Linked DNA regions of Pan troglodytes: region 2 is linked to region 1. Evidence: chromatin contacts called from public HiChIP or PLAC-seq data. All regions are on one chromosome and are shown on one strand. Each heading gives the region's core, a stretch centred on a gene start, on an enhancer-like site or on the middle of the called end of the contact. The rest is flanking DNA. Distances are from core to core; before and after follow the strand shown. Region 1 holds the start of CSTF3 (cleavage stimulation factor subunit 3). Region 2 holds the start of C9H11orf91 (chromosome 9 C11orf91 homolog).

What was found. HiChIP or PLAC-seq counts read pairs in DNA pulled down with a chosen protein or histone mark.
Region 2: an H3K4me3 HiChIP or PLAC-seq map of stem cell-derived excitatory neurons shows a contact between it and region 1, with 10 times the contacts expected there. The contact joins the promoter of C9H11orf91 here to the promoter of CSTF3 in region 1. A contact is called at or near these places in 1 of 7 Hi-C or Micro-C datasets (stem cell-derived neural progenitor cells) and 1 of 1 datasets of contacts at active chromatin or transcription factors (stem cell-derived excitatory neurons).

What each region holds. Positions count from the first base shown.
Region 1 is chr9:37,172,131-37,175,995 of NHGRI_mPanTro3-v2.0_pri, reverse strand. It overlaps CSTF3 (cleavage stimulation factor subunit 3), which reads left to right and starts at 1,976. Exons shown (of 21, transcript XM_508355.8): 1 at 1,976-2,373. The coding sequence starts at 2,347. LOC134807242 (a long non-coding RNA gene) reads right to left here and starts at 2,056. Exons shown (of 3, transcript XR_010147154.1): 1 at 1,891-2,056.
Region 2 is chr9:37,707,526-37,711,112 of NHGRI_mPanTro3-v2.0_pri, reverse strand. C9H11orf91 (chromosome 9 C11orf91 homolog) reads left to right here and starts at 2,285. Exons shown (of 2, transcript XM_016920652.3): 1 at 2,285-2,866. The coding sequence starts at 2,371.

The DNA of each region.
Region 1 (3,865 bases), core at 727-3,226:
GAGGCTGAGGCAGGAGAGTGGAGTGAACCCAGGAGGCGGAGCTTGGGAGCTTGCAGTGAGCCGAGATTGTGCCACTGCACTCCAGCCTGGGCGACAGAGCGACACTCCGTCTCAAAAAAAAAAAAAAAGAAAAAGAAAAAATACAAAAATTAGCCTGGCGTGCTGGTGCACGCCTGTAATCCCAGCTACTCAGGAGGCTGAGGCAGGAGAATCGCTTGAACCTGGGAGGTGTAGGGTGCAGTGAGCCGAGATCGCACCACTGCACTCCGGCCTGGGCGTCAGAGCAAGACTCTGCCTCAAGAGAAAAAAAAAACAAAAAACAAAACCTAAATGTTCCAAAACTCAAAATGCTCCAAAATCTAACTTTTTAAGCACTGACATGACTCTCAAAGGAAATGCTCATTGGAGTATTTCAGATTTTGGATTTTCAGATTAGGATGCTAAAGTGGTAAGTATATATACGTAAAACACTTTCATATTCTGCTTTTCTTCATTTAATACGGTGGTTGCCTTTCTGTCAGTCATCGTACGTTAGCATCAGTTTGCTGCGTGATATTCCATTGCAGAGATAAATCTTGTGATATTTTTAACCAGTCCTCCATTGCTGGATGGTGCAATGAACATCTGTTAATACATATCTTTTGCTCATGTGTCTGATTATTTTAAGGGTAAGATTTCAGCCTGTGGAAAGGGAGTAAGTGTAAGTTTGAGCAGAGGAAAGGAGACCTAAAAGAATAAGGCGAGTCTGGGAACAGTTCACTAGGTTATTTTAGGGCATTGGACCCCCGTAGGCGAGAAATGCTTGCAGACATCTTACGATGACGCTTAAATGGAAGAGCAGTTTGAGATTTAATCTCATTTAATTTTTTATTTTTTATTTTTTTTTGAGACGGAGTCTCGCTCTGTAGTCCAGGCTGGAATCTCGGCTCACTGCAACCTCCGCCTCGCGGGTTCAAGCGATTCTCCTGCTTAAGCTTCCCGAGTAACTGGGACTACAGGCGCAAACCACCACGCCCGGCTACTTTTTTTGTATTTTTGGTAGAGACGAGATTTCACCAAGTTGGCCAGGTTGGTCCTGAATTCCTGACTTTATTTATTTATTTTCTGAGACGGAGTCTCGCTCTGCCGCCCAGGCTGGAGTGCAGTGGCACGATCTCGGCTCACTGCAAGCTCCGCCTCCCAGGTTCACGCCAGTCTCCTGCCTCAGCGTCCGGAGTAGCTGGGACTACAGGCGCCCGCCACCATGCCCGGCTAAGTTTTTTTTTTTTTTTTTGTATTTTTAGTAGAGACGGGGTTTTACCGTATTAGCCAGGATGGTCTCATCTCCTGACCTTGTGATCCGCCCGCCTCGGCCTCCCAAAGTGCTGCGATTTCAGGCGTGAGCCACCGCACCTGGCCTAGAACTCCTGACTTGAAATGATCCATCCGTTTTGGCCTCCCAAACTGCTGGGATTACAGGCGTGGGCCACCGCCCCCAGTCAATCTCATTTAATCTTAATGCCAGGTACTGTTCTAACACTTTTCTATGTATAATTTATTTCACTTGCAGGTACTATTATTATTCCCATCTATAAGCCAGAAAGCTGAGGTACGAAGTTTAATTACCAGAGTTACTTATCTTCGTTAAAATCCAAGCAGTCTGGGCTACAAACAATTATACCTACTTTGCAGTCAAGGAACCATGCTGAGATGTTGAGCTGAAAACCCAGGTCTCACAGACTTCAAAGCTTTCTACACAAGAGTCGACGGTGGCAGTAAAAATTAACGGGGGCTTGATCTATCCCTCCCACCCCCAAGAAAAGTAAAAAGCAGGAGCTGGGACCAGAGAAAACCTCCACGGAGTCCTTATCCCCTAAATATAAGAGGCATTTAACGCTTAGCATTGCTGACCTGCAATCAGGCTTCAACTGTGAGTAGCCAGGCTCTAAAGCTTGATAACTGAATTCCAAAAAGCGCGCGAGCCTCCAGGCGAAACAGCTTCCCGCCTTCCAGCCGGTTGGAGCCGGCTCAGCAACAGCCTCTCCAAGCCAGGGCAGTGACGTCAGCCCAGGAATTGGGCCCGCCCCGGGATCTCGCTGCTTTCTGCACGCTCGGAATAACCAGAGTCGCGAAATTAGCCCCGCCCACTGCCCCGGAAGTTAATGCGGAAGCCACACACCTCCTCCTCGGCCGGCAGGGGCGCAGCCATTTTAATTCATATCTGAGTGGGCGGTGGCGATTGGTGTTGGCGGTCTGGCTCAGCTGGGCAGGGGGTAACTTTACTGATTTGGGGGTGGTTTTTAGTTTAATTTTTCTTTTGTAGCTTCCCATCGACGGTCAGTGCGCACGTTGTAATCAGCTGAGGCCATGTCAGGAGACGGAGCCACGGAGCAGGTGAGGAAGGAGAGTGGTGGGGCCTCGTGGCGACCTCTTCTCCACGTCTGTTCCTCCGACTGCTCCAGACATGTTCGGCTGAGGAAGGAATTGGGTCTAGTGAACCCGGGGGCAGGATATATAGAAGAGTGGTGGGAATGGGGAGCAAGATCTAAGATTTAATTTTTTTTTTTTTTTACTTCTCTCTCTTAGGCATGAATACGAGTAAATACTTGATTTAGACAATAGCGGTAGGCTGCTTCGTCCTATTTAGATTCATGGGACTACTCCAGATGGGATGCTTTCCTTTGATATCGTTTTGGTATTAGAGTGGATAGGAATTATTTTAACGTGCACCCGACGTTTTAGAAAAACTTGACAGTGTTTCTTTTACCCCGCCAAATATACTGTACCCAGAAATAGGTTACTAGTTTGAGAAATATTTGAGACAAAGCTAATCTGGAGAATTAAGACTTAATGAGAGCGAGTGAAGAAAGAAGCAAGTTATGCTGAGGTTTTGGGAATTTTGTGGCTTTCTTTCGTTTTCTTTTCTTTTAGTCACATTTCGTTTTCATTTTTCCAGCTACATAAACATTGCAGGTATAAGTTGAAAATGAGAAGTCTGTTTTGGCCACTGTAAATAAAAGCATCTGTTTTAATAGTAAATATGAGTGACAACTAAATATTTTAAAATTCACACTTTTAGGTTAGATCAGTGTGATTTGTTTCTTTTGCTCTTTGTATTCAGAATTTTGTAGGATAGTATTTACCTTTTAGTGTGAAAGAGGAAGCTAAATAGTTATGAAAAATGCCATTAAATGTGTTTTTCGATATAAGTCCTGGTGTGTTTAGATAAATACAGTTTCTAAAATGGAGGCTAGGTAGCCTGCAGTCTCAATTTCCTGAAATTTCCCATTGCCATAGCAACGACATGCACTTAGGTTTTCGTTTTTCAGGTTCCCTAGCTTATAACGTGGAAGATGTTATTGGAGGTTGACAGAGATGAGGCAAAATAGGAGCGTTCTATTGCATAGTCTAAGACTGTAGATTTCATTATGTCGGCAGTTTGATTAAATTGTTTTGTGTTTGCCCGAGGACTGGTTTCAGTCCAGAAATCTTCGCACTATTTACATTTTACATAGTGTTAGCATGCCCAAGCATGCGAAGTCTTAAAATTACTGTATCAAAACTGTTTACCCCTTTTCTGATCTAGTATTTGTCATCTGAAAGTGAAGGACTAATGAACTGAGGTTTCATTGAAAGTTTTCGAAATTCATTGTTAATTCTTAGAATTTATCTAAAATTACAAAGACACGGAAATGTTACCATGACCTCTTGAATGTTTTAGAACTGTGGTGTTTCAGTGGGACAGATGGTGGTGAAAATTTATAGAAAAATAATTTCCCCCAAAGGTTTTATTGTGCAAAGTTTAGAACATAGAGAAAAGTTGAAAGAAAAGTGCAGTGAACACCTGTAGGACAACTCTTCGCCTGGAATCAACAGTTGAAAGCCT
Region 2 (3,587 bases), core at 1,036-3,535, 530 kb before region 1:
AGGGGGGAAAATCTAATTTTTTCTCCACAACTAGATATATACATAAAAAATGATTTTATTGCTTCATTTAAAAAGTATAACACAAAATCTCTTTTCCTTCTAAGGGCCTTCAATATGTAATAACAAGAGCTAATGTTGAACACAAGCCATTGCCAGGTACTTAAACTGTCTCACTTAGTCTTGCCAACCTAAGCAAGTAGATGCCATTACTATTCCCATTATATTGATGAAAAAATGAGGTTGAGAAAGGTTCAGCCGCACAGCCAAATACATAGTGGATCCAGGGTTTGGTCCCAAGTCTTGAGTCCAAAACCCTGGTTCTTACCATTACTGTGGTTCTGTAGGGGTGAAAAAATTTTTCTTCTAATCTCTTGGGTTCAGAGCCTGGGGCCTGAGAATTAAACTGACAAAGACAGATTAACAGAAGACAAAGTTTATTACGCAGGTACATGGGGTTCTTACAGAAACAAAGTGAAAACCCAAAGAAGTGGCTTGAGAACTTATATACAATTTTAACAATGGGCGATTGTAGAAAAGTGATAAGACAAAGGAAAAGAGGTTTGAGCTTCTGGGGGCAGTAAATTATGGGAAGTTAAATATATGGGGGAAACTAATGGAAGATAAGGGTATTTTTTATTTTATTTATTTTGAGACAGGGTCCTGCCTTGTCACCCAGGCTGGAGTGCAGTGCTATGATTGTGGCTCACCGCAGCCTCAACCTCAGCCTCCTTAGTTCAAGAAATCCTCCCACTTTAGCTCCTGAGTGGCTCCAGGCAAATGCCACCACACCTGGTTAATTTTTAAAATTATTTTGTAGAGACAGAATCTCGCTATGTTGCCCCTGGCTGTTCTGAAACTCTTGGCCTCAAGAGATCCCACCTCAGACTCCCAAAGTGCTGGGATTACAGGCTGGGTGCTGAGCTATCGCACATGGCCTGTATTAGCCATAGACTGAGGGGAAATACATTTTCTTGAGAGCCTCAGCCTAGTGATCACTGGTATGAATAAACAATGATGGGTGGCTGCCAAAGTCAGAGAGCAAATACTGCGTGTGACAACTAAGTGTGGGAAGCTCAGTGTGGGAAGAAAAAGCTTCCCAGTTTCAGACATGCCCCTTAATAGGGACAGCTGCCTCTTGTGTTTGGACAAAGTGTCCAAGTTCAAGTGTTTCACACACACACTGTTCCGTCTTCTGTTTGATCACAACCCTATGAGGCAGCCTGGTTTTCTTATTTCTATTTTATAGAAAACCTACAAAAGTCAAGCAACTTGTCCAAGGCTACCCAGCTTGAATATCTGACTCTCTCCACTTTGCTGCTACACACACACACACACACACACACACACACACACAGTTTGCACTGTGTGTGCAGATATATATGCATATATATATTTAACTTGTGAAGCTGATACTGACTCTTTAACTGCCCTCCACCCATCACTATTCATACCAGTGATCATTAGGCAGAGGCTCTCAAGAAAATGTATTAGTTATTTCCCCTCAGTCTATGGCTAATACAGGTTACTCACATAAATGAGCTGTCATGTCCTTTGGACAAAATGTCCAAATCGCTCATAAGCAATGGGTGAAGTATTTGAGGTAGGGCGGACAGGATTTCCTTTTGGTGGTTAGCTCGTTGCCTGTTAGCTCCTGGTGGTATCTGTGTTTGGAAGAGAACTAAACTGCATTTCACTGAAAACACTCCTTCAGATCTATTACAAACCAGATGAGGATCCCCTTTTCTAGAATCTTCCTCAACACTGCTAACGTTTGGCAGATACATGGGTTGGCTCTAACAGCCATTCCCAATCAATCCTCTTCTCCTTTGTCTGCCTCCCACAGTAGTGGATGAAAAATCAGACACTGATTTTCTCAGACTTCTTTGCTGTGGGCGCGGCCAGTGAGGCAATGAGGTAAGTCTGCTGGTGCAGGGGCCAGGTTTCTAGGAAATACTTTTCTCCCTCATGGGAGAAAGAGAGGAAGCCTGAAGTAAGCCTTCTTCCGCAGCCCTGGCCCGCTGCCTGTTCTGGATGAGGGTATGCTGGGATATGACAACGGAAGCCAGCGGCGTCGCAGAGCAAGAGCGAGGCGGTGGGCGGAGTCGAGGGACGGGAGGCGAGGCGAGGCGAGCCAGGGGGCGTGGCTTTCGAACTGCGGGGCGCGGCCAGCCGCCGGTGGGCGGGGCCACGTTCCGGGACGTGGTCGTCCGGGCTTTGGAACCCCGCCTGTTAGGGGCGGGGCTGAGGCGAAAGGGTGGGGCCGCGCTCCATCGGGGCGGGGCTTGTGGAACCTCGAAACCCCGGCGACTCGGGGCCTGAGCGCGCGTCTCCCGGCGCGGGGTTCCTCCCACGCAGACCCTCATTCAAACGATGCCAAAGGGGCGGCGCGGCAGCCACAGCCCCACCATGAGCCAGCGGTCGGCTCCGCCCCTCTATTTCCCGTCCCTGTACGACCGCGGCATCTCCTCGTCCCCGCTCAGCGACTTCAACATCTGGAAGAAGCTCTTCGTGCCGCTGAAGGCGGGCGGGGCGCCAGTGGGCGGGGCGGCGGGGGCCCGGTCCCTGTCCCAGGCGCTCCCCGCCCCGGCGCCCCCGCCCCCGCCACCACCCGGCCTGGGTCCCTCCGGCGAGCGCCCCTGGCCCTCGCCCTGGCCCTCCGGCCTGGCCTCCATCCCCTATGAGCCTCTGCGCTTCTTCTACTCGCCGCCGCCGGGGCCTGAGGTGGCTGCCTCGCCCCTGGTCCCCTGCCCCTCGACCCCCAGGCTCGCCTCTGCCTCCCACCCGGAGGAGCTCTGCGAGCTGGAGATCCGGATTAAGGAGCTGGAGTTGCTCACCATCACTGGGGACGGCTTCGACTCCCAGAGCTGTGCGTGACCTCGCCAGGGCCACCGAGCCCAGCCTTAGCCTGCCCTAGCTCCCTCCTTGGCTCCGTGCCCCGACCCGAAATGTAGCCTGGTTTGACTCCAGCCCCCAGTAGTCCCAGATCCAAAATCTATCCCCTAGCACCCAGACTCCCTTATCCTGGACTTCAACCGACTCCTCCCCCCACCACAGATCTGAACTTCATGAGCCTCTTAGTCCCAAACTCCATCCTCCCTCCTTCCTAAACCCTTTGGGTCATCTGGACTCTGAGCCTCCACACCTGGAACTCCATCCGCCACCACCCCGTCCTGAACTTGAATCCTCCTGCACAGTCATCCTCCTACCCTGTACTCTGGAGCTCCACCCACCACAGACAGTCCCTAAGCTTTAATGTTCGGTCTTAAACCGGGGCTCTCCATGGGGGAAGGTGAAGTAGGTGACTGTCAGTTGTCTGTAGGGGGAGGTGGGAGTTGTGCAAGAACCACAAGGCCCAAGGCCGTTTCCAGGGCAGCTTTGGGACACTCCACTTCTCAGTGCTGGGGGGCAGCCCCCCTGGGATTCTGTGGCCTTGGCGCCGGTAGTTCTCTCACCAGGATCCTGGGCCGATATCTGGTCTTAGGTCTGAAGTCTTAGGGCTCTGGACCACGTGTGCTGATGCGGGCAGGATCCCTTAGCCTACGAGCTGAATGACTCCTCCCTGTTGGAGGGTAAAGTTGTTAAATGCA